5 separate regions of the Mus musculus genome follow, and all the other regions are linked to region 1. Evidence: chromatin contacts called from public Hi-C and HiChIP or PLAC-seq data. All regions are on one chromosome and are shown on one strand. Each heading gives the region's core, a stretch centred on a gene start, on an enhancer-like site or on the middle of the called end of the contact. The rest is flanking DNA. Distances are from core to core; before and after follow the strand shown.

Region 1 (4,765 bases), core at 1,389-3,888:
ATAGGCACAAATCAAAATGTCAGCAGTGTTTTTAAAGCCCTCAATTCATTTATTTTAAAAGATTATTTTTATTTGATGGATATGAGTATTTGCCCATGGGTCTGCACATGCATGCAGTACCGGAAGAGGCCAAAAGAGGGCAGTGTGTCCCTAAAACTGCAGTCATAGCTGGTTGTGAGTGGCCATGTGGGTGCTTGGAACTCAACCCTGGTTGCAAGAGCTAAGTGCTCTTAACTGCTGAGCCATCTCTCCTACCGGTCAAGATTATTTTTTAAAGCTTAAAGTAAGGCCTTTATGGACAGCCATTAAAAACACCCTTGCAATAAACATCTAGGATACTAGCTGGTAAAGGTAGAAAACCAGAATTAAGTAGATATAGAAAAGAAAGCATACAGAACCCACACACAAGTACCCATATCACCCCTGTGCTTCGGATCATGGAGATGGCCAACCTGAAACTGAGAAAATGTTCCTATGCTTAATGGCAAGTATGTATATGCGTCTGTAAATGAAAGAGTGAAAATGGCTTGGTGGGTTGTTAGTCAATAAAAAACAGGTTTCAAATTGCTTTAACTTCATCTTCAATTATTTATGTTGAAAACTATACTAAACCTGAACCAATGGAACTAGGAGGTCGGGGTGTCTGAAGCTTGGCATGGTGGAACAGGCCGATAATTCCAGCTACTTGGAAGGCAGAGGCGGGAGGGCTAAGGACTCTGGGTCAGTTTGGACTACAGAATGAGTTCAAGGCTAGCCTAGACTTCAATCAACATAGACTTCAGAGCACCTTAGCGAGACCCTGCCTCAAGACGAAAAGTGAAAAAGGAAGGCAGCTATGGATAGCTCCATGGTAAACACTTGCCCAGCATGTGCCAGACCCTGGATCGTCTCCAGACGATCGATCCAGACGGTCAGGTGTGTTTCTAGCTCTTTGCATCTGGATCTACCTCCGAGCCGCAAAAGTTTCCCAACGTCTCCCAGAATAACGTCAGCAGGTGAGGCCGAGTGTTCCGAGCGTGAGACTTTGGAGGACATTTCATATTCAAACAGTCCACATGTTAGAGTCCATTAACGGTGATGTCTCACAGTTACCCAAATTGATTTCTCCACATCTGACCAAACAGCTTTCCAGTCCCTCTCAGCCACTCACTGTGTCCTTCCTCACCTTTGATCCTAACTCTTTCCTACCAGGTAAAGGTGGCCAAATATCTGCTCGTTTCAGGTCAATGAAATGCCACTCACTCTGTGGGATTTCCTCTAACTCTGCCTATAGAAGCTGCTTTCTGCTTTTCCATGTGTGAGGTACACACTACTTACATGCATCACGTGGAGACCGCAGTGTTCTGTGTAATCACAGAAAACTTGACATGCACAGAATCCTTGATAAAATACTTCCAATTTCTTCCTTGAGAGAGAAGGTCCTGAGAACACGGCTCATTCTCTATCCATGTGTGTCCTTCCCAGAGCACACAGCATTGAGCCTTGCCCTTAGTAACAATCAATAAACATGAGTTGCATTACTTAATTAACGTTTCTGTCCACTCAATATAAAATGTCTGCTTGAAGACGAAGGCCCAGCAATGAGAAGGCTCACTGGGAAATCAATACTTCAATTTTTATGTATCCAATCGGTGTCATATGATACAGTAGATAAGGTGCTATAGTACTTATCTGCACACATCTGTGAAATGTCTCCTCTGTCTGCCCTCCCCACCAGAAACTTGTTGACTTTGGAAAAGTCAGTACCCACTTCAGGAACTAATTAATTAATTAATCAGTAAAAATAAGGGACGGAGCTGTACCTGAGGAGTCTTCTGGCTGGACAAGCCAGTATCTCATACATGGCATGGTGCTGCAGAGGTATTGAAAAATATTAGACACAAGCTATCGAAACCCTTAGCACGTGAGGTCATACATCTATTAGTTAGCTAGATTTATCAATGCACAGTTAACACGCATATCAAAGCACACATACACATATATATCGTAGAGGCATACAGTTTTGAGTTGTATAAACCCTTATGGAACTCAAACCGACCCATAGATAAGCAATGCCAAGAAGCCACTATGTCACCTAGGGTGAGATAACAAGAAGAGAAGGTTTTGCTACCAGGGCCCAAGGCAGAGGTATGTCCCTGCAGAGGATCTGCCTGCTCACAAGGACCACATTGGCTCTCTGAGTGACAGCTAGCAAGGAGTATTTTAGCTTCCCCTTTCCTCTACAGTTATGGATCAAAGCTGGCTATAAAACATTCTGTGCTGTTGTTCTGAGGCTGATGCTGTGCCGTAGAAAGGAGCAGGTCTAAAATCACTGTGGCTACTATTTAACCTCAAGGCAATGCCCAGAATACCCAGATACCCCTGCAAGAATCACCACAGGAAGAAACGTTACATTTGTCACATGCATCCAATGTGACCTTGGGTCTCAGTGACCTCATCTTTCTCAAACTATTTTCCTGTACTTTCAGTTTCTCTTGAAGGAAACGCTGACATATCTGAATTACCGACATCCCTAGCTTGTGCTCTGGGAACATTATTAAGTAAAATAAGACTCATTTGAGCTCAGGCTCTGCAGCACCTAGAGTGTGAATGTGAGAACAGAGGCAGCTACCCAATGGCAATCAGGCAGGAAGCTCACACAGAGAGGGTACACTGAGCAAAGGAGACTTCCTGTCTCAGGCAGGACACGTGGGATTTTTGTTATGCTGCTCAATAAATGCACAATACAAAGCTGATGAATTGAGCCGGGCATGGTGCATACCTTTAATCCCAGCACTGAGAGGCTGAGGCAGGAGAAGCTCTGAGTTCAAGGCCAGCCTGTTCCACAGAGCAAGTTCCAGGACAGCTAGAGCAACGCAGAGAAACCCTGTCTCAAAGAGAAAAAGAAAGAGAGAGGGAGAGAGAGAAAGAGAGAGAAGGAGGAGGAGGAAGAAGAAAAGGAGGAGAGGAGGAAAGGGGAGGGGAGAGGAGGGGAGGGGAGGGGAGGGGAGGGGAGGAGAGGAGAGGAGAGGAGAGGAGAGGAGAGGAGAGGAGAGGAGAGGAGAGGAGAGGAGAGGAGAGGAGAGGAGAGGAGAGGAGAGGAGAGGAGAAAAAGCTTACAAGTTGATCCTGGGGGGTATAGATCTGGGGTTGAATGCCTGGCATTCACTAGACCCAGAATATGATCCCTATCAATGTGAAATAAAAAAAAAATTTTTTTAGTTCTTTCTAGAATTTTCCATTATTGGACTATGAATGATGGAGAAGGACTGGATTTTTTTTTCTGTAATTGCTCTAATAAAATGGGGCATGGTATCTGCCTCATTCTTGTCTCCACAGATATAGGAGTAAGCCCTTAGTGGTGGAATATTACCCAGTGCTCACAGGTTTAGAATCCAAGAAGATAGCCAAATTCTCAATTAGAATAACTCATTGTGGGTCTGTTCATGTTAAAGACAGCCAACCTTTATATTGTCAGGACTCATAAAAACAGGGTGAATTTCACTTTAAACAACAACAAAATCCCCACTCTCACTTAATCTAATGTATTGGGAGGAACATTTTCCCAACTTCCATTTGAGTTTAAAGGGCCTCATCCAAGCTGCTTCGGTTTCCTGCTCTCAACAGGGTAAGATCCAAAATACACAAGAACTGTCAAGCGAGCCAGGAAAATCACGTGCCCGCTCCTACAGTCTACCAAGCTGCCATTAGCAACAAGCTTTACTGCACGGGCTCGCCGACACCTCCCTCCCCTTCCCCATGGCTCGTTTCCACAGCTCTGCCTTCTCTAGCATGCCAGGTCAGTATTGAGGAGGAACCCAAACCACAAAGGACCAAAAAGCAAATATTTTTGCCCAGAGCTAATGTAACAAATTACACGCAAGATCTAAACTGCAAGAACCTTTTAAACGATGCGAGTCTACCCAAACATACAGCATCCCATTTGCCAAGACTTAAAAATTAAATTAAATCTCAGTGGAGGACCCCTCGGGGATTTATAGAACTAGGATTCTGGTCTCAACAGGGCTACAACGCTGGCTTTCTGTTGCCAGTCAATGTCCTGCATACATAAGAAACGAGCACATACGGGGCACACACAGCTTCATGCAAGACAGGTTTCTGTGCATGATCAGAGACTCATTTGCAATGGCTTCCAGCAAGTGCTCAGTTGCAGTCTGGAATGGTGCGTTCCGACTGCCACCTTGACTAAGTTGACATCACCGAGGGGGTACATCTTTGGTCATGTCAATGAGGACGTTTCCAGAAAGATCTAACTGAGGAAGGAAGGCCCACCCTAAGCTGGGCAACACCATGCCGTTGGCTGGAATCCCAAGACAAGAAAAGGGAAAAAGGAGAAAGCCAGCCAAGTTCCACTGTAGAGGGTGGTTCTGATGTTAAGATCCTATTCCCCAATTGGTTCGTGAATGATCAATAAAGATGCTCGGGGCTAATTGCTGGGCAGAAGGAAAGAGGCAGGACTTCTGGGTCCCCAGAGGCAGGTTAAGAGTCACTGGGGAGGAAGGGAGAATTTGGCTATGCTTCAGAAGGAGAAAAGGTGACACAGAGACTGTAGGCTGCTTCTCCAGGGAGGAGGTTAGAAACATTACTAAGCTGAGGGCAGATTTAGGATGCTGAGCTGGGACTAAAGTTAACTGAGCAATTGTGTGTCTGTGTGTGTCTGTGTGTGTCTGTGTGTGTCTGTGTGTGTCTGTGTCTGTGTTTCATCCACAGATCTGAAAGAACCTGGGTGGAGCCAGTAGAGTGGTCTGCCTGGGGCTTAAAGCAG
Region 2 (4,765 bases), core at 753-3,252, 470 kb after region 1:
TTGGGTGGCTGGGAGTAGAAGAGTAGGAGAGGCAAGTAAGTATTCTTAACCACAGAGGTAAGGTGCTAGATGATCCCTGGCACTCGGGTTTGGGTGGACCTAGGGAGAGGTTTCCACTCTGCCTTTCCCCAAAACTGATTGCATTCTGAGATCTCAGCATTGAGACCCTTAAAAAGCTCCACCTGCAGTTAGTTAGAAACTTGTTGTCCTGTGGGAGTCAGGGAGAATCCTCCACCCTAAAATATTGAAATTTTTATTAAAATATATAAATATTTAAAATTTTGAAATAGTGGTCTCTGGGAACTGGCATTAGGTTACAAGTTGCTAGTATTGGATTGCATGAACCTTTCTAGTAGTGTCTTATGTGATAGAATAAAAAATGGGTTTTCTGGGTTACTTGTCTGACTTTGGTTAATAGACCAGAAGAACACAGAATGTTTGCTTGGTGCCTGCTAGGAGTTTGGACCACCCCAGGACTTGGGACAGTAGGGAAACTGGCGCTTGGGGTGACAGGTGAAGAGAAGAAAACCTTACCCAAAAGGAAGTATCACTCTTGTTTGTGCTCCCCTCCAGATGTGTGTGTTTGTGTGTTGGGGGGGTGGTATTATATTTGTGCAAGCCAGAGATCAACATTGGTCGAGTGTCTCTAGCCATCAGTTTTATTTTTAGAGATTATGATCTCATTGAGCTTAGATAGAGCTCATTGGTTAACAAGATTGGCTTGCTAGCCAGTTGGAGTACTTTGCCCCAATTTCTCCCCAGCATCTTAGTTACAGCACCCTAGACTGTCCAATCTGTGTGGGCACTGGGGGTCTGAACTCAGATCCTCACACTTTCAAAGCAAGAACTTTTTACTGACTGAGCTCTTTCAGTTCTGAACATAGAGCTGTTGGTGGGAAATTTACCTGCACAGCTTCTTCATTAGACACTGATACTTGTTAATTTAAAATCCGCTGTAATAATTGGAAGCAGCTGTTGTTTCCCTGCTGACTAGGTGGGTGCTGGAGTCATGCTTTTGAATTAGCTGGACTTGGACTGTTCGTATTTTAATTAAAGTCCCATTTTATCACTTTCTACCGCAGTTTTTGCCTCTCCAGTGACCTGGATTCTACAGTAATAGATTTGAATTATATGAATATCTCAGTAGAAAGGTATATAATCTTAAGTTCAAGGACTTGCAGTTGATGTTCTTATTAAATAGTGAATATAATAGCATGGTGATTCCCTTTTCTTCTCTGAACCTTGCTTCTATATCTATTTAGTCTTTCTATTTAGTTGATACTGTCTTATGTGGGGATATTGATGTATTAACCTAATTGCTTCTGTCACTGCTACCAGGGAAGTCACTGTGTGAAACGGGACAGATGATTTTCTGCTTCTCTTTGCCTAATAGAGTTTGTACATTAAGTTATGAATAATGGGGTTTAGGGGTAGTGGGGATACTTTTTTTTTTTGGTTTTCGAGACAGGGTTTCTGACAGTGCTGAGATTAAAGGCGTGCGCCACCACGCCCGGCTTGGATGCTTCCTTTCTTAAATGGAGAAAACCCCCAATTGTTGGAGAGAAGCTGCGGTTGAGAGCTGTGATGCGTCCTCTGTTTACCCCGCAGCTTAGGTGGGAAGGTTGGCTGGAAAGTTGCATGCACTCTTTCTCCATGACACGAGCAGGGAAGGGATGTGCTGCCTTCTCTTCCTCTTGGATCTAAGAACCGATCCTGGGTGAAAGTTATGAGGAAGTGGTTCTGGTTAATTTTGTTCTTCCTTTTCCCTTGAGTTTTGCTTTTGCAGACTTGTAGGTTAGAGCAGTACAGATACATTAGGATCCATGTGGCTGTTTTGACCAGGAATCAAGGATTCCTGGTCTATGCTCCATATAGGAGAGGTCTATGGTCTAATGGTTTGGCACTGCTCTATACTGAGCGCTGGGAGTGGAACTGGAGAAACTCTGAGCCCTGCTTATATATAGGTTTAGTCAGTTGCAACAGTGCAGCAGGCCCTGCACACTGCTCTACTAGAAGAAGTTGCTCAATGGTGCACAAACTGATTGATTGCTATGCTTAAGTAGAGGACATGTGGTGTGTCTTGTGCTGTATGGAATCCTGTTCTGAGTCTAAATCAGCAGTCCTTGACTACTTATAACAGCCTCTTGGAACTCTTATGAACCATGAGGTCAGAAAACTACTACTACAAAAAAGTCATGGCCAATGTTTCATATAGGAGAGCTTTTGAGTAGAGTTAATACTGTAGCACCTCAAAAAATAAATAAAACAGAAAACAGCAGTAAAAACTTGAGCAAATGGAGGAAGGAAGCTCCATCATGACACTGTTACTGGCCAGTGAAAGAAACAGTGTACAGATGAGGAGGGAGAAGGTCTGGGGTCCCTTGACTTTAGGAGTGGTTGGACTAGGAGTCGATTAACTCCTTTGTGTAGAGCTCTACCTTAGGACTTAAGTTTAGACCTGCTTGAATGGCCTTATTTTGCTTGAGATTTTCGTATAGAACTGACCATGAAATGGGCTAGGTAGGGTGGAAAATAGTAAAAGTTATTTTTTTTTCTTTTTTCTTTTTCTTTCTTTTTTTTTTTAAACATGGAAACAAGAGCTGGTCTCTCAGTGCAGAGACCCAGAATTATATAAAGCTATTTTTTTTTAAAGATTTATTTATTTATTATATGTAAGTATACTGTAGCTGTCTTCAGACACTCCAGAAGAGGGAGTCAGATCTTGTTACAGATGGTTGTGAGCCACCATGTGGTTGCTGGGATTTGAACTCCGGACCTTAAGAGCAGTCGGGTGCTCTTACCCACTGAGCCATCTCACCAGCCCTATATAAAGCTATTTTTATTGGATATTTTCTTTATTTACATTTCAAATGTTATCCCCATTCCGCCCCTCCCCACAACCCCATCCCTCCTCCCTTTGCTTCTGTGAGGGCGTTCCCCCACCAATCCACCCACTCCAGCCTCCTGATCCTCGATTCCCCCACACTGGGGGCCTTCATAGGACCAAGGACCGACCTTTTCTCCCATTGATCCCCCGACAAGGCGTATGCAGCTGGAGCCATGTGTACTCCTTGATTGGTGGCTTAGTCCCTGGCAGTGAAAGGTATTTCAGCTCTAGTATAGAGAGGGCTTTCCTTGAAGAAGACTCTTACCCTAGAGTAAGGATCCCAGACTTGCTTTTTACTGGGAAGAATGCCACCCCAATGAAGCATGAACTGGAGGTTTCTAGCTGTCGTTCTTAAGTCTTGGCTGGGGCTAGGATTCCCCCTATGGTGTGGGTTATTTTTAACTTTTTATAATCTTAGGACCACACAATAAGTAAAGGGGGTAGGGGCATTCACAAAAGCCATGTCAAGGACGAGGAAGCAGAAATCTCAGATCTGCAAAGAAAGTGTGAAGAGGGAAATTGCTTTAATTCAACCCCCCTCCTCAACAAATGATGCTACATACATAATGTAATCTGCCTGTCTGTCTGCCTGTCTGCCTGCCTGTTTTAGACAAGGTCTTAATATGTACCTATGGTTGTCCAAGGACTCACTATATAGACTAGTATTACAGAAAAGCGCTAAGCCATTAGGCCCTGACTACCTGTTTATTATGGACAATAGCCTCCTTTTCTCCCCTCCACTATTCATTTAAACACCTTAGCTGTGGCCCTAAATGTTTGTTTTCTGGTGCATATAAAAGAAGTTCTCTAGTATACAGACTTAACATTTAAAGTTCCTGGTCCTGGGATGTGTGTGTACACTTCAACATTAGCAACCACCAGAATGACTTGTGAAATCACTTGAATCCTGCTAGTTGAAGCACTTGAATCCTGCTAGGTAATACACATCTTTGCCTACCGTGTGAGTGTGTGAGTGTGTGAGTGTGTGAGTGTGTGAGTGTGTGAGTGTGTGAGTGTGTGTGTGTGTGTGCGCACACGCACGCACACACGTGCACACACGTGCACGCACGCACGCACGCGCATAGTGTATAAATTTGTTAGAGACAGATACTTCTTTGTCGTCCTGGGTAGTTTGGAGCTTGCTTCCATCCTGCTGCTACTGGGTCCTAAGGGCTGAGATATAGGAGTGCCACCTCCATCCATTTTCTATGGTAGTCTGGGCTCTGAAGTCATGAATATTTATGCCTTAAAGTTTCTTCACTGCAAATTTAAGAGAGCATCACTTGCACTGATGCACTGCCTAAGACACTACTACGTATGCAGCAGTTCTGTCTCCTACCCCGTGTGTATGTCTGTGTATCAATCTCCTGCATGCTTTGCTGTCTGCAGAGACCAGAGAGGAAATCAGATTTCCTGGAACCAGGGTTAGAGTTGGGTAGCCGCAGTTTGGGTGCTGGGCCTTAGTTATGCACACTAGCACTCATCCACCTGCCTCTTGTAGACTTGACTAAGCTCACTCACAGAGACCTGCCTGCCTGCCTCTGCCTCTGCCTCTGCCTCCTGAGTGATGGATCAAAGGTGCAGACCACCATGCCTGGCTGGACTGCTCCCCCCCACCCCCCAAAGTAAATGTAGGTCTCAGCTGCAGTCATGCTGAGTCTGTTTGCTTAAGTTAAATTCCCACCTGAGAAACTCGATCCTCCTTTAAAAGGAGGAAAAAAACGTCACAAATTTCCACTTCAGGGAAAAAAAAAGATTTAGGTTTTAGAGACTCTTGTTCCTATAGGGTTTTTCCTTTTTTCCTTTTTTTGTCTTATATGCTAAATATGATCATAAAGATTAAGATATCAGTGAAGAAAACATACATATTATTCATAT
Region 3 (4,765 bases), core at 1,096-3,595, 380 kb after region 1:
CAGAGAAACCCAGTCTTGAAAAACAAAAGCAAAACAAAACAAAATTAAAAAGTACTCATTTTGAAAACCATTGTGAGGATTAATTAAATCCATTCTGACTTTCTGAACAATCTTAGACATTGTAGACTCAAGCCAGATATGGTGTTACATGCCTAAAATCCCAGGAATTGAGAGGCAGAGGCAGAAAGATCAAGAGTTCAAGGACAGCCTGGGTTATATAGTGACCTTGAGACTATGAAGGGTTACAGGAGACTCTTGCCTCCAAAAAGGAGGAGGTGGGAGCTAAGAAGATAGCTCAGGAGACAGAGTTTGGACATAAGGACTTAGTTTGAATTCCCAGAACATAAAGCTGGGTACAAAAGCCCAGCTTCCATGGTAAGATGGCAGGCTGGGAGGAGAGAGAATCTTCAGACTTCAGACACTCTAGCCTGCCCCAGGAGGTGAAGCCTTAAACAACAGAGAGACCTTGGGTTAAAGGTGGAAGAGAAGGAGCTGAGGGATACGTTTGGGGGTGATGATAGTGTAGAGTGCTACAATGGGTGGAGTGTAGATATCAAAACATGGGGGGGGGGGGTCGGGGGCTCAAGAAAGATGGATGACTAGGTGTTTTGGTTTGGTTTGATTTGGTTTTTGGTTTTTCAAGACAGGGTTTCTCTTTGTAGCCCTGGCTGTCCTGAAGCTCACTCAGTAGACCAGGCTGGCCTCGAACTCAGAAATCTGCCTGCCTCTGCCTCCCAAATGCTGGGATTAAAGGCTGAGCCACCACTGCCTGGCTGAGACTAGATTGTGTGTGTGTGTGTGTGTGTGTGTGTGTGTGTGTGTGTGTGTGTGGTTTTTCCAGACAGGGTTTCTCTGTGTAGCCCTGGCTGTCCTGGAACTCACTTTGTAGACCAGGCTGGCCTCGAACTCAGAAATCTACCTGCCTCTGCCTCTGCCTCTCAAGTAGTGCTGGGATTAAAGGCATGCGCCACCACACCTGGCATGAGACTAGTTTTTTTTTTTTTTTTTTTTTTTTTAAGGCAATGAAATTCTTCTGTATAAAACTGCAGTTTAGTATGTGGGGTAGTTTTGCAAAAACTCAGAAAAATAACATCCTAAAGTAAACTAGAAGCATAGTCACAATTTCTTGCAATAATGCAAGGTGTTGAATAAAAAGAAAATGGGGGAGGGATGACAGAAAGCTGTAAGATTATCATAATTTTCCCATAAACCTCACCAGAAGCTGCTCTAGAAATTGCCTTTTAAACTAACATTTTAATGGAGAGAAATTTTAAAACTCCATTCCATGGGAGCTGGAGAGAGAGTTTATTGGTTAAAGGCTCCCAGCACCCACACCTTAGCTAACAAACATCTCTAGCTCCAGGTCCAGGGGATGCAACAACCTCTTCTGGCTTGCTCAAGCACCAGGCACTCATGTGGTGCACAGACAGACATGCAGACAAAGCACCCATACACACAAAACAAGATTTTTTTAAAAAATAACTTTTAAACAACTCTAAACCAGCCATGGAGGCGGACACCTTCAGTACCAACCCTTTGGAGGCAGAAGTATCCGTATCTCTATGAATCTGAGGCCAGCTTGGTCACACACAAAGAAACCCTGTCTCAAAAAAACCAAAACTGAATAAATAAATAAATAAACAAACAAACAAACAAACAAACAATGTTTTATATACACACACACACACACACACACACACACACACACACATATATATATATATATATATATATATATATATATATATATATATCCAGCAAAGAATTTATTAGAGAGAGATTGTGTTCTTGGCAAGCCTGGGGCCCTGAGTTCAAACCTTAGCACCAGCAATCAATAGGTTATTTTTCTAATAACAGGTTTCAAATTCCCAGGAGAACAAACAGATGAAAACTGACCTTCCAGGTCTGAGTTGAACTCCACTGCTGTTTTGTAGCTCATATGAGGCCCTCTCCATTCTCCTCCACACTTTGGTCATACCTCTCTGTCTGATCTTGGCAGCAGACATCTCTCCGAGAGAGTTTGAATAAACAGGATTACAGATGTCAACGTGTGTCCGTCAGGGCTTCTCACCTAGGTGTCTGTGGACCCTCTTGGCCCTGATCTCAAGATTTTCACGATCATCCAGACATCAATAAAACCTGGCATGTATATACACACATGCTTTCTTCCTGGGTAGAGGGGTCTGTTGCTTCCATTAGATTTTCAAAGGAGTCTGTGACCTAAAAAAAAAAAAAAAAAAAAGTATCCCGACCCCCCTTTTCTCTGTAATTAATTACAGAGTGTTTACAGAGCTTTCGCGGCGGAATCTGTCATTAGTGGCTCGGCTAACTTCCCCCTCTGCTAACCTCAGCACTGTCCGGAGGCTTTACGGGGGGTTGAGTTTCTATGAGGTTTATATGGGTTTCGTCTCGCTCCAAAGGAAGGAGTGGGTGAGGACCATGCCACCAGAGACACCCACGAGCATGAGATCTTCTCTGAGGGAATCTGAGCTCTCCCACAGCCCAGCAGCAGGACAGAGGCTGAAGGACCAGTTCGGCGACTTGCTGTCTGCTTTCCACTCGACTGATAGCTAGCATATGGCAATTTATGCTTATGAAGGTGATGATTCATCCCTAATCCTTTAAAAAAAAAAAAAAAGTCAACCCTATGTGGCTTTGGCTCTCTGCCCCAAGTGCCCTTCTGTTCTCCAGAATGTCTGCGTTGTCACCTGCCGCTGCTTTGGGTATCACTTGCTCCTTGGCATCACGGCTCCCGCAGGCTCGTTGGCTGGGTCTGTGGCACTGGCTCCTTTTCTCTTTGCTCCTCCTTCGGCTTCTCTTTTGTGCTTTTTCACGGTTTTGTTTAGAAACGAGCTTCACGCTGTAGCCCAGGTTGACCTGAGCTCACCGTGTATCTTACCCTGACCCTGAACTCACGGGGTTCCTCCTGCCTTAGCCTCTGCGTGCTGAGATGACAGGTGAACCACCACACCCGGATTTGACTGCTGCCTCTTCTCTTCCTTGCTCAAATGTTCCCTTAGCTCTCTCCTTACACCTCCATGGCTCATCAGGTAGACGTGCTTGCCGCCAAGAATGAGGAACTGAATTCTACCCCTGGGACTCACATAGCAGAAGGAGAGAACTGGCTCCAGGATGTCCTCTGATCTTCGCGACATGGCTGTGAGCATGCTCTCCTGCACTCACTCACACGAGCAGGAGCGAACACACACAGTGTGTGAGTTTAAACTTTGAAAGAAAGTACGTTGTCTTTATTGTCAGCTTGGTGATACTTAGAATCGTCTAGAAAACACCTCAGACGTGTCTTTCCAGAGATGTTTAACTAAAGAGAGAAGAGTCACTTTGAATGTCCATGGCATTAGCATTTTTCAGTGCTCCAGGCTGAATAAGAAAGAAAGAAGCAGGAAGCCAGTAGGTGCTTGCTCTCTCTCTCTCTCTGTCTCTCACTCTCTCTGTCTCTCTCTTACTCTGTCTCCCTCTATGTCCCTTTCTGTGACTGTCTCTGTCTCTCTCTGATTCTCTCCACTCTCTACTTCTCCCTCTCCCCCTCCCCTTTCCTTCTCTCTTTCCTGTGAACACAATGTAACTAGCCTTCTCACACCTCATTCAAGTTAGCTCTCCCTGCCTACATTTTGTGTCATTGTGGGGACTGAGCTGAAATACATCCTTCTTTCCTTAAGTTGCATTCCTCAGGTCTGTAGTCACAAGATGGGGGGGGGGGGAGGGGGAGGGAGGAGACGAAGAAGAAGAAGAAGAAGAAGAAGAAGAAGAAGAAGAGGAGGAGGAGGAGGAGGAGGAGGAGGAGGAGGAGGAGGAGGAGGAGGAGGAGGAGGAGGAGGAGGAGGAGGAGAAAGAACTAGAAGCCAGGGAGGCAGCTCAGTGTGCAAAATCACACGCCGGGAGCTTGACCACCAAGACCAATTTCAGGAAACCAGATAAAACAGCCAGTGACTGACAATGGTGCAGGTCTATAATCCTGGCATTCCGAGACAGAACTATCCCAAAGCTAGCAGGCTAGTAGCCTTGAGGGCGAGGCACAGCAAAAGGATCAAGAGAGATCTTACCTTAACAAGATAGAAGGTGAGGACCGACATAATTCATTAAATAATTGTTTTGTTCTAAAGAAAGGTCAGAGTGCAGCTTTCAGGGGTCACTTCTCTCCTTTCTACACAAGGGGGTCCCAGGGATCAAACTCAGGTAGGTCATCAGGTTTGGTGGCAAATGTTCTGCCCAGAGTCACCTCCTCAGCCCTGTGTTTGCTTTGATACAAGGCCTCATACATTCCAGGAATTCTGGGGATACAAGGCCTTACACTTGATATGTTGGAGAGAATGACCTTGAACTTCGGATCCTCATGCTTCTCCCTCCAGGTTACTGCAATTACAGGCAGGGGCCACCACACCTCGTTTTATAGGGTGCTGGGTATTGAACTCAAGGCTTCGAGAATGGTAGGGGAAAACCTCTACAGGCTGAGCTATATTGTAAGCCCCTGGTTTTATTGTGGCTATTGCTTCTTAAGTGTCTCTTGCATTCTTCCTCTATTTCCTTTCTGGAGGATTCATTGCTTTTGTTAAAATGCAGCCAGCAACTTATCTGAGAGCTGTAAGACTTTTCCTATATTCTAAACTCTCAGTAGTTTGTGAATTGGGAAGGTGGGGAGGAGAGGAATCAAATAATAGAAGAAGACTAGGATAAATTATATTCAGTAGAATTTAGAGAGCTAGAAATAAAATAGCCCTCTCCACTTTATGACTGCTCTCCTTGGGCT
Region 4 (4,765 bases), core at 844-3,343, 390 kb before region 1:
TCAAAGAGGACAAAGGATGGAGGCATTATTTTGGAGATTAAAAGGATTCTGCTTGCCCTCCTCACAAGCTCAGCTCCAGGGTAATTGTTACTGTGGGGGAGATGGTCATCGCTCCTGAAAGGGACACAGGATCAGGTGATATGTTGATGGAGGCCAGCTGGATCTTTGCAAGGAGTGTCCTCTGGTGATCCCAGCTGTTTTTGTTGAGGAAACAGGAGTGTCCTCCTGGCTGAGAACATCAGAAGGTGACAAGAGTCATGCAGGGTTATGGAATGATGTCAGCAGGTGTCCCAGAGACAGTTTCTCTTTCTCTCTCTCTCTCTCTCTCTCTCTCTCTCTCTCTCTCTCTCTCTCTCTCTCTGCTGGTCTGCTGGAAGCTTTCCTGGATCCAGTTGCTCAAAGCCTGGGTGAAGGACCCCTTTTAGCTGAGGCTGTAGCAATGCCACTGGTCAACCTCTTAACCCCTAAGACCAGCTAGCAACTCCTTGTGGAGAGGTGCTAATAACCACTTCTGCATGCATGCATACATACATACATTGTGTAACTGCACTCAATAATGTCTGCACATGTAGGTCACGGGCCAATATCTGGCATCTTTCTCTATTACTCTCTAATTTTTGAGACAGGGTCTCTCACTGAACCCGGAGTTCACTGATTGGCTAGACTAGCTAGCCAGAGAGCCCCCAGGAGCCTTGTCCCTGGGCCTTCCTCTACCCGAGCCCTGGGGTTGTGGAAGTACACCACAATGCCCAGCTTTTTACATGGCTGCTCACATCTGAAATCAGGTCTTCGGGCTTCTTGTGCCACCTCTGAGCCATCTCTCCAGCTTCAGGAACCACTTTACAGCTTTCTGTAGGATAGGCAGGACAAGATCTTTTTGGTGTTAACTAAGTTTGCTTCTTTTCTATGGCCTCTAGTATGTCAGAGACCTGTGGGAGATGCAAGAGCCCAGGACCAAGAATTCCAGCATGCAAACAGAGCCCCTGAGAATCCCCTGAACCCATTTCTATTGTCCCCTCATTGCTACAGTTTCAAAGATGAGACAGCTCGCTAGGACTCTCCAGAATTTTACCTGCGACTTTCCCCCTGAGCTTCTTATAATAGCTGCAAAGCCAAATTAAAATGCAAAGGGTGCAAAAAAATATATATATATAGTTTTGAAATGTTCTCTTTGTTTATTTTGGTAACATTCACTCCAGGGGTTAAAAAAATAAAAATCAATTCCTTGCTAAATCAAGATACTCCTCTTTCTTCCAGGTTTCATTTTTTACCTCAGGAGGTATGAAGTTTTAAAATGTGTTCCTAGGGCAGGGTTATGTTCCTCTGGATACTGTCATATTATCCCCAGACCTCTGCTGAGAGGTTCTTCTTAGCCTACTGCCTGTCTCCTCACTCCTTTGGTCCACAAATATGTTTCCTAGGTTTCCAAAAGGATGCAAGGCTAGAGGATAGAGATGGAGAAAGGGCTTCTTGGAGGCTGTTTCTTTGCAACAGGCAGGGTAGAATCAGAGGAGTCCCTGGCAGGCCCAGGGACCCTCCCCAGAGCCCATCCCTCACACGCACACCCTGGTTTGTACCATTTCTTTTCCTTTCGGGCTTCCTGGTGAAACTCAAGACTCCTTTCCCTTCCTTCCTCCCCACTTCTGCCTCCCCCACATCCCTCTAGCCCAAGAAAGCTTTAGTTACAGAGTGGAAATGGCCTGGATTTTTCTCCTACAGTGTTTGCTGTCCCCAGTGTCATGCTCCTTCTCCAAACAGTGCCTCATGTGTGGCTGTACAGGGTAAGCTGCTCAGACACAAGGATGTCCACGGGAAGTGATCTGCAACCACAGAGCGCCCACAGGCTTTACAAGGTATTGTGAGACTGCTCGCCTCTCCTTATTCCCCCGCTATAGCTGCCTGTGGGACACAAGACACATGGGCTCAGATGATTTTACAACCCCTGCGTAGGGTCACATACAGATCATCAGGTAAGGTGATGTGACTGTCCTCATCACATGTCCGGAAACAGGTTGTTGTTCTGTTTCGTCTCAAGGCATCAAAGTCAGACCGTGTATAACCAGGACAAGGAGAACAAAAGGCAGCCGCAGCTTTAGTCCTCCCCACCCCAATCTGTGCTTCCCCATCTGAACCCAATGAGCAATGGAAGACGCCCAGCAAACTGAGATGGGGAGGAAGTGGGGGGGGGAGCAGCCCCTGAGAAAGTGAATGAGGTCTTCTATGAAGACAGAATTATGCTGGGGGTGGAGCTAAACCCAGTCCTCTGGTTCTGAATCTTCGTTAACACTTCTAACGGGTCGGCCATGCCCAACTCTTTACAGGGAGGTGGATTCTGGTTACTTAAATAATTTGCTCCTGGGGCACCATAAAACCTTAGACCCGGAGCAGAGCTTAACAATCTAAACTGACTCTTTCTTCTGTTGCTATCGGAGTCTGTCTCCGTGCCAGCAACAAATGCAGGTTCTTGGGCCCCCCTGCCTCAGACTTAACTGAATTCCGTGCAGACCAAATTTATTCTTTTTCTAAATTGGAACTCAGCGACTGGTACCCCCAAATGCCTAAAAGGCCAGATGTTTAACACAGAATTTAAGGTGCCTGGCCTTCCGTTGTCTCCACCCATCTCTAACAGAAAGAGATTTTCTACAAAGGCCCCACATCCTCCCAAGATCCCATCTGCCCACAGAGAAGCAGAGTGCCCTCTCAGGCTGCACACACAGCTCTATTAACCAGAGAAAACGCAGCTCAGATCCCAGGAAGATGGCTGAGATTGGTGAACACACCTGGGTGGACTTTTCATCACAAGCCATAGTTTGGTCTATAGAGAATCTTTCCCAAACCACTGTCTCGCATCCAGGCCAAATAGACTGTCACAGGCCACAGAATACTCTCTAATGCACACTACTGGGTTTCCCTGAAAGCCATTTACTATTTTTCTACAAACTTTCTGCGTTTCCCCACTCCGCCCATCTATTCTCCAAGAGGAGTTCTTCAGTTTCCATCTACTCTCCAAGAGGAGTTCTTCAGTTTCCAAATCACGGTTAGCGCTTCCCTGCCTGTAATAAATGCATGAATCTTTCCACGGCTTCCTTCTTTTTAGTTGAGACTAGCAATTCTTCAAAGAGTGGAAGGGAGTTCCCCTTCAGTTCTACGACCTCATACATGATCCTCTACGGGCTCTACGTGAGTGTTTCTATTTCCAAGGAGCTGGGTTGCAGAAACAGGCAGCTGGCTATGAGCCCTAACAATTGGATGTGTCCTTGTGTCAGTGAGATTAATCTAACTTCAGCGACTTCCACCTGCTGGCCTTGGCTCCATCCTGTGACTACAATTCAGAGTTATAGCTGACTCGGGATCCCTGGAAATTGGGCTAATTATCCCCATGTAGGAGTTTGGTAAAAACTGAATACAAGAGGCTAAACCGGGAGGGAGGCCAGCGCTTCACATTTTCCTTTCAACCAAATAAAACAGCAAGATTAAGGGCTGTCCCCGGCATTTGTGAGATTATGATAAATATCAGTGTTAATAACAATAGTGACAGTAATAATTACCCACGGCTTGATTTGGATGCAGGTCAAGAAACCATCCGGATCAAATTACACATAAGAAAAATATGTGTGTTCGGGGTTGGGAATGTTCTCAAAAGAGGAAGAAAAATGGTCACCGTGAAGCAATTTACCTTCTAGTGGGAAACAACTGCGCCTTCGCATTCCAAATGGATCATGAGAGATAAAAAGAAAGGCTCTCCTGGCTGGATACCATGTACTGAAGCCTCCCTCAGCTTTCTGACGTGGTGTGACTAAGGTAGGAAGGACTCTTGAGGCAGACAGCAGTCATCTGTCTTGGCCACCCCGCAGCACTTTCGGTTGAGTATGCTTGTTTAGCCAGAATTGACCAGTAGAGATCTTTCCTGTCGGTTTCTGGCAGACTTTTGGTGGACAAGATGAGGGAGAGTGTGGCATTCCTATAACGGGCTCATAGATGCTACTCTTGCTAGAAATCATGGCATCTACGCTGTAGACCCTCGCTTTGGCCTAAGAGCGATTAAATTCTGACACAGCTGTTTACATCGGTGTCTGTCTCCTTCTGGCTCTGGCTCAGACTCCAGCAAGGCTCAGCATAGGCGTGTTAATCTCCTTAGGGAGTGTCTACTTAACCTTTATCTTTCCCCTTCAAGGCTGAAGAACCAAGATAAGCCTTTGTCCTCTTCCGGATTCTCGGAAGAGCGAAGCCTTGCAGGATAGAGCCACCTTGGGCCTCAGGCTCCTCCGACTCCCTGTGGCTAGGCTGCAATCTGGAGCTTAAATACTCTTCTCTGAAGAACCAGTGTGGTGTCCCTTCAAGCACTAAGGACTTTTGGGGATCACCTTACAGAACTAGTGCTGAAAAAATGATTAACCCTTTCTTGAGCACCACTTGCCTTTTGCCCCAATTCATCCTCTATTTAACCCAAGAAGCTCAGGTCTATACCCTGAAGGCGAAGTTGGGGGAAGGGAGACCCCTTTATTCATTTCTCTTCTTGTTGACCGGCTAAATTTCTTCTTCGTTTTTCCTCCGTTATTTCACTCTCTAACTGGCATTGGGTCTGGTGGCTGAGCCTAGCCTCTTGTGGCTGGTAAGAGTCTGTGCACTGGAAGCATCCCACAGCAGATTCCTTCCGCAGACAGGCAGGGAGTCAGTGGCCTTTGGCCCTGGCTACAGCCTCTCCTTGCTCTGCAGTCTCTTGTCATCTAGCAGCAAGGCACAGGCTTCTCCTGGCATCACCAGG
Region 5 (4,765 bases), core at 747-3,246, 290 kb after region 1:
GTTCAGAGAAGGGAGACTAGCGCTGCTGGCCCAGCACACATAAAACCCTGAATTCAAGCCAAGCACAGCACCAACAGGGTGTGGTGGTAGCGAGCACCTGCAGTCGTGTTCCTGGAGACATTCAGACGTTCAAAGTCATCCTTGGCTGCAGAGCCACTTCTAAGGCCACCCCAGAGTACAAAAGACTAAGTTAAAAGAGTAAGAAGAAGAGGAGGGAGGAAAAGAGGAAGAGGGAGAGAGGGACAGAGAGGGACAGAGAGGGACAGAGAGAATAATAAAATAAACTGAATTAAATAAACACATCACAGCCGAAGCGTACTGACTTGAATAGGAAAGGGATATCACACTTCCACTTATATTTTTTTGCCTCTGTCTTCCCATTTTGGACCCGGGCCAGGTCACCACTTTCCATGCCTTAAATGTTTGTATCCCCTTCCGTGCTCAGTGCGTAATAATAAGAGATAAATGAGCCTAGCAGCCTTAGGAAAGAAGTGAAGATGAGGGCTAGTCACACAGACCCTGCCTAGGAGAGCGGAGGGAGCAGAAGGCAGAGGAGGTCTCTATGAGTTCGAGGCCATCCTAGTCCAGATAGTGAGTTCCAGGACAGCCAGGGCTATGTAGAACCAAAACAAGGGGAGGAAGAAGAGGGAGGAGGGACGGAGGGGACCAGCAGTTTCCTCTCTGTGTGCACCAGCATGCATGAGCACAGACACCCCCTCCCCCGCACAAATACACAACACACCCGTACACATAATAAAAATAAAGAAATCTTTATTTTTTAAAAATTGTACCAAAAATTAATCAGTAACCTAAACAAACTTTTCTACTATTACCGTTTTGATCAATCTTAAACCCTTAAAGCTTTAGAGAAGAGTGAGTATATCCCTATACCCCTTTAGAATTTAGACATTTGTTTTAGACACAAAGTCGGGTAACTTCATTTCTAGACAGATAAGCCTACCTAAGTACAAACTTCTGACACGAGAAGAATCCAAATGGGTTTTCCTTCAAAACCCAGTTCATTAGAGGCCTCCTCCTCCTATCACTTGCCTGGTGTTTCACTTCTGCAAGCTTGTTTATTTCCACGACAGGTTATCTCGGGAGTTTGGGTTTCTGTCAATTTTCTTATCCTCTCTCCTCATCTGCATTCAAGGTCGCCCATCTCTACACACCTGCTTAGGGGCCCCGGAAACTTATTACTGCTGTGGTCAAGTCACGAAAGGAATCCTCTCCCCAAGAGACAATTTCCTCTACATCACCAGTGCCTCTTGTTAGGATAAAAATAACTGTGGCCTCCACAGCTCAGCCTGGCTATTAAGGGTTGCCGTTGTTATTTTGGCTCAGCACCCCAGGGCAATGACAGAATTTATTTTCTGGAGGTTCGTTTTAACCTAGCAATTAGTGCAAGGGAAGGTTCTGAAGCAGTAGCTGGAAACCTAGTGTTTCCATGCGCCTCGTTCTGGGTTCTAGGGAAAAGACGGCAGAGAAAATTGGACTTTTGCTTTCTTTCTTTGGCTCATTTCTAATTCCTCTTTTGTATTCGGAAAGCAGGGCACGCCCGCGTGCGTGTGCATGCGTGCGTGCGTGCCTGTGTATGTTCGGCCTGCGGTTTTCACGATCACAAACGTGCAATTGAAAGATTTGAAGAATTGGAATGTAAGCCTTTTTTTTATTATTATTATTCCATCCTAGCCTGGGTCCCCACATCCCTAGATCCCCAAGCTCCTCCAGCCCTTCGGGACCACCTCTGGCCTTTGATGTGCTAATCTCAGGCTGAGCATTGGTTGAAGCTGCCTCTAGAGCTCCTGTAGAGATGGCTGCAGTCTTCAAAGCCCAGTGTAGTCCTGGGCTCCCAAGGCAAAATAAGTTTGCTTTTTACACTACCAAAGAGAAAAATCTGAACAAATTGGAACAGGATCTTAAGCAATAGAGAGGGGCGCTCTCTCTGCTTAGAAATAAGAAACTAATCAATGCTATCAACGTGGGTTCTCCCTGTCCTCTCACTGTAATCATTTCCAGATGACAGCATGCATATGATTAGGGTCTCCTGGCAGCTCATTCCTCTCCCAGGGCCCTGGAAGGGAGAGCAAGAGGCTCAGTGGCTGGAGTCCAAGATAGGAACTTGCTAGCAGGTAACACTTGACCCTGCACTATGCTGAGGAAGGTTCTGGCAAGAAAGAAAGGAAAAAACAAAACAACAAAAACAAAAAACAAAAAACAAAAAAAACTCTCATAGGTTAAGACTTCAAATGATGCAACCATAATTCATTAGCAACACACACGATTGGCAGGACTCTCCTGGCTTCCTGGGAGAAGAGTTGTGGTACCTCTAACAACATCAGCCGTTAAAGTCTGTTAAAGATTGAAAACCTCGCAATACCAGTCTGTTAATTGTGATGAGGAAAGGAGACAGAGATGGACCAGACAACTTAGGGACAGAAGCCTGTATTCATGTCCTTGACCAGAAGTTGAACATGTCCTTGGATCTGTCTGGACAATGGACCCAAGCTTGCAGGAGCCTGGCATGTGTGTGGGTGAGGCAGGGGGTTAGGGGTGTCCCCTGGTCTGCTTTTCTGCTACCTCTCTAAATGAGCACCTGTTCTGAGAGTCATACATGAGCGAATGATCCAAACTCCAGCCCCGACACTCATGCCTTCCAGTGAGCAATTTTGGATTAGATCTCCAGATTTTCATGAGGGGGAAAAATGGGTCATACATATTTCTTAATTTCAGCTCTGCCTCTAAATCCTTTGGAGTCTCGAGTCCCGAGGGAAGAGGATTGTTATAACAGCCTTAAATGCTGACTCAAAGTCTTCGAGTCAGCTTTGAGCACTGCCTCTTGCTCCCCCTAGTAAGACTGAAAAAGTACATCACCTTTGCGGTTCCCTGGGCCTTCCAGTCAAAAAAAAAAAAAAAAAAAGAAAGAAAGAAATGCCCTGGCCCTGTGTGTAGACATGATATCCTGCTCTGCTCCAAGATAAGAGCATCACGTACTATCTTCTCCTCTTTCTTAAGACTTAATCCAGGGCACTGGAGAGGTGGTCCAGCTTGCTAATCTTCCAGAGGATCCTAGTTTGGTTCCTAGAACTCACACCAGATGGCTCACAACCTCCTGTAACCCCATCTCCAAGAGAGCCAGCGCTGGACTCCACAGGTAGCCACACAGACACCATACACATAAACAACAACAACAACAAAAACTTTAAAAAATCCCAGCAGGTCCTGCCTGTCACCTGGACAAGAGATCACCCTCATGAAGGCTGATTCGCCTAAGCCCATGGTAAAGAGATGGGCGATAAACACCCTAAGCACTGCCAGGTGGCCCGAGTAACTTTCTCTTTTCCTTCCTTCTGTCTTTTCCTTTCAGACACTGGCTAAAGCCTGGGGCCCTTTCCTTGACCCTCAGGGCCTTTGTTCTCTCTCTAAAGCTGCCCACACCCCATCCTACCTTGCAGCTCTGCCATGAGCTCAATCACTCTGCCTGCCTGCCTGCCTTCACAGACTCCACTGGAAACCCCGTGGCTTTCTCTCTTCCTCTTCTCAGTATCTTCTCTCCTGACGGACGCCAGAATTTACGGCTTGCCTATCCTGTTGTATTTCTCTCCTGGGTGTGGTACGACAGATGGAACCCTGGAGCCAGAGCTTTATGCTTGTTCTATCACAGTCTTAGGTCCTCATTCTCCGTCTCTGGTTCATCTCTGTATCTCTGTGTCTGTCTCTGTCTCTGTCCCTCCTCCTCCCTCTCCCTCTCCCTCTGCCCCTGCCCCCTCTGGAATCTATGACCAGTCTGGTATTGTCTCCCAAGATCAAGGAATTTGAAGAGGGCTGGCCTCTCAGATCTGGGCTCTCACTTCCTGTTCCTCCCTGTTCTCAGTATCACAGACCCCTCACCTCCATTTCCAGAGTCACTGTAAGTACACGCCTCCTGCCTTTCAACCAGACTTCCCAAAGGTATGCAACCCGTGGATCTGAGGATGGGCAAAGGAGGGAGCCCATTCCATCGCTCAGGTCCCCCACCCCCACCCCCCAGCCAGCCCTGATCCACCCTAATCTGCTCAGCACCAGGGTACCTACCACCTGCCTATCACCTGAGGCCTGGCCCCAAACTTCCCCGGGCACCTCCTGACACTCCTCACCTCTCCCCTCCATCACTGCACACACTTCCTCGTCTCTTCTTGAGCAGAGCTGTGCAAGGATCTCCTAGATCCAAATGAAGAGATTTGCTGTCACATTTCACCTACAAAGCAGTCTCTCACTGTCCTCTGCCAAGCTAAAAGCTACTTAATGTCACAGAGAAATTCTGACAGGCCCTCAGGGGAGAGGGGTAAGCAACTGCCTTCCTGTGGGTCACAAAAGTACTTTCACCTCCACTGTAAAGCTCTTGCAAACTTTCACCCATAGCATGTTTAAAAAGAAAAAAAAAAAAAGTGCTCATGTAACTGTAGGGTAATGGTGTGACTTCACCTTGGGGACTGTTTGGCAATGTTTAGAGATACTTCGTATTGCCACAACTGGAAAGAAGTTGTGGCCTAAACTGAATAGAAGCCAGGTAGGTTGGTAACACTAAGGTGAGACACCCTGCTATATGGGCCAATGGGCATCAGGAGTAGTAACTTAGCCCAAGTACCCTGTCAGGATTATGAACCTGTAATCCCAGCATTCGGGAGATGGAGACAAGGGAATCCCAGGTTAGAGGCCAGCCTGGTGATAAGCAAACCAAAAAATGACAACAGATAAGCTACTCTCTTGCCCCTGCTTTTAAAAG

Evidence for each region. A called contact is a pair of places that touch in the nucleus more often than the background predicts. HiChIP or PLAC-seq counts read pairs in DNA pulled down with a chosen protein or histone mark.
Region 2: a contact with region 1 is called in a Hi-C map of bone marrow-derived macrophages, with 18 read pairs. The contact joins two enhancer-like sites. A contact is called at or near these places in 5 of 484 Hi-C or Micro-C datasets (B cells, bone marrow-derived macrophages, embryonic stem cells and 1 more) and 2 of 115 datasets of contacts at active chromatin or transcription factors (embryonic basal ganglia and large pre-B cells).
Region 3: a contact with region 1 is called in a Hi-C map of cerebellar granule neurons, with 1.7 times the contacts expected there. The contact joins two enhancer-like sites. A contact is called at or near these places in 5 of 484 Hi-C or Micro-C datasets (ECoMG-derived neutrophils, bone marrow-derived macrophages, cerebellar granule neurons and 2 more), 4 of 115 datasets of contacts at active chromatin or transcription factors (bone marrow-derived macrophages and embryonic stem cells) and 1 of 9 other capture datasets (embryonic stem cells).
Region 4: a contact with region 1 is called in an H3K27ac HiChIP or PLAC-seq map of T-cell acute lymphoblastic leukemia, with 5 times the contacts expected there. The contact joins two enhancer-like sites. A contact is called at or near these places in 1 of 484 Hi-C or Micro-C datasets (brain), 8 of 115 datasets of contacts at active chromatin or transcription factors (T-cell acute lymphoblastic leukemia, astrocytes, bone marrow-derived macrophages and 4 more) and 1 of 9 other capture datasets (embryonic stem cells).
Region 5: a contact with region 1 is called in a Hi-C map of bone marrow-derived macrophages, with 23 read pairs. The contact joins two enhancer-like sites. A contact is called at or near these places in 1 of 484 Hi-C or Micro-C datasets (bone marrow-derived macrophages), 4 of 115 datasets of contacts at active chromatin or transcription factors (acute myeloid leukemia, effector CD8 T cells, embryonic fibroblasts and 1 more) and 1 of 9 other capture datasets (embryonic stem cells).

The regions. Positions count from the first base shown.
Region 1 is chr13:44,290,258-44,295,022 of GRCm38.p6, forward strand. No RefSeq gene overlaps it. Among named protein-coding and RNA genes, the nearest start is that of Gm29676, 33 kb to the left of the region's middle. Within about 2 kb of position 2,639, at least 50 of the 459 cell types and tissues checked have an H3K27ac peak or open chromatin away from gene starts, as enhancers often do. A contact at or near this core is called in T-cell acute lymphoblastic leukemia, bone marrow-derived macrophages, cerebellar granule neurons and 2 more, where this site is marked.
Region 2 is chr13:44,758,984-44,763,748 of GRCm38.p6, forward strand. The region is part of intron 1 of Jarid2 (jumonji, AT rich interactive domain 2); the gene reads left to right. Among named protein-coding and RNA genes, the nearest start is that of Jarid2, 30 kb to the left of the region's middle. Within about 2 kb of position 2,003, at least 14 of the 459 cell types and tissues checked have an H3K27ac peak or open chromatin away from gene starts, as enhancers often do. A contact at or near this core is called in bone marrow-derived macrophages, where this site is marked.
Region 3 is chr13:44,671,131-44,675,895 of GRCm38.p6, forward strand. No RefSeq gene overlaps it. Among named protein-coding and RNA genes, the nearest start is that of Gm40931, 37 kb to the left of the region's middle. Within about 2 kb of position 2,346, at least 76 of the 459 cell types and tissues checked have an H3K27ac peak or open chromatin away from gene starts, as enhancers often do. A contact at or near this core is called in bone marrow-derived macrophages, cerebellar granule neurons and cerebellum, where this site is marked.
Region 4 is chr13:43,904,353-43,909,117 of GRCm38.p6, forward strand. No RefSeq gene overlaps it. Among named protein-coding and RNA genes, the nearest start is that of Gm23117, 34 kb to the left of the region's middle. Within about 2 kb of position 2,094, at least 25 of the 459 cell types and tissues checked have an H3K27ac peak or open chromatin away from gene starts, as enhancers often do. A contact at or near this core is called in T-cell acute lymphoblastic leukemia and regulatory T cells, where this site is marked.
Region 5 is chr13:44,580,910-44,585,674 of GRCm38.p6, forward strand. The region is part of intron 2 of Gm40931 (a long non-coding RNA gene); the gene reads right to left. Among named protein-coding and RNA genes, the nearest start is that of Gm34276, 15 kb to the left of the region's middle. Within about 2 kb of position 1,997, at least 43 of the 459 cell types and tissues checked have an H3K27ac peak or open chromatin away from gene starts, as enhancers often do. A contact at or near this core is called in bone marrow-derived macrophages, where this site is marked.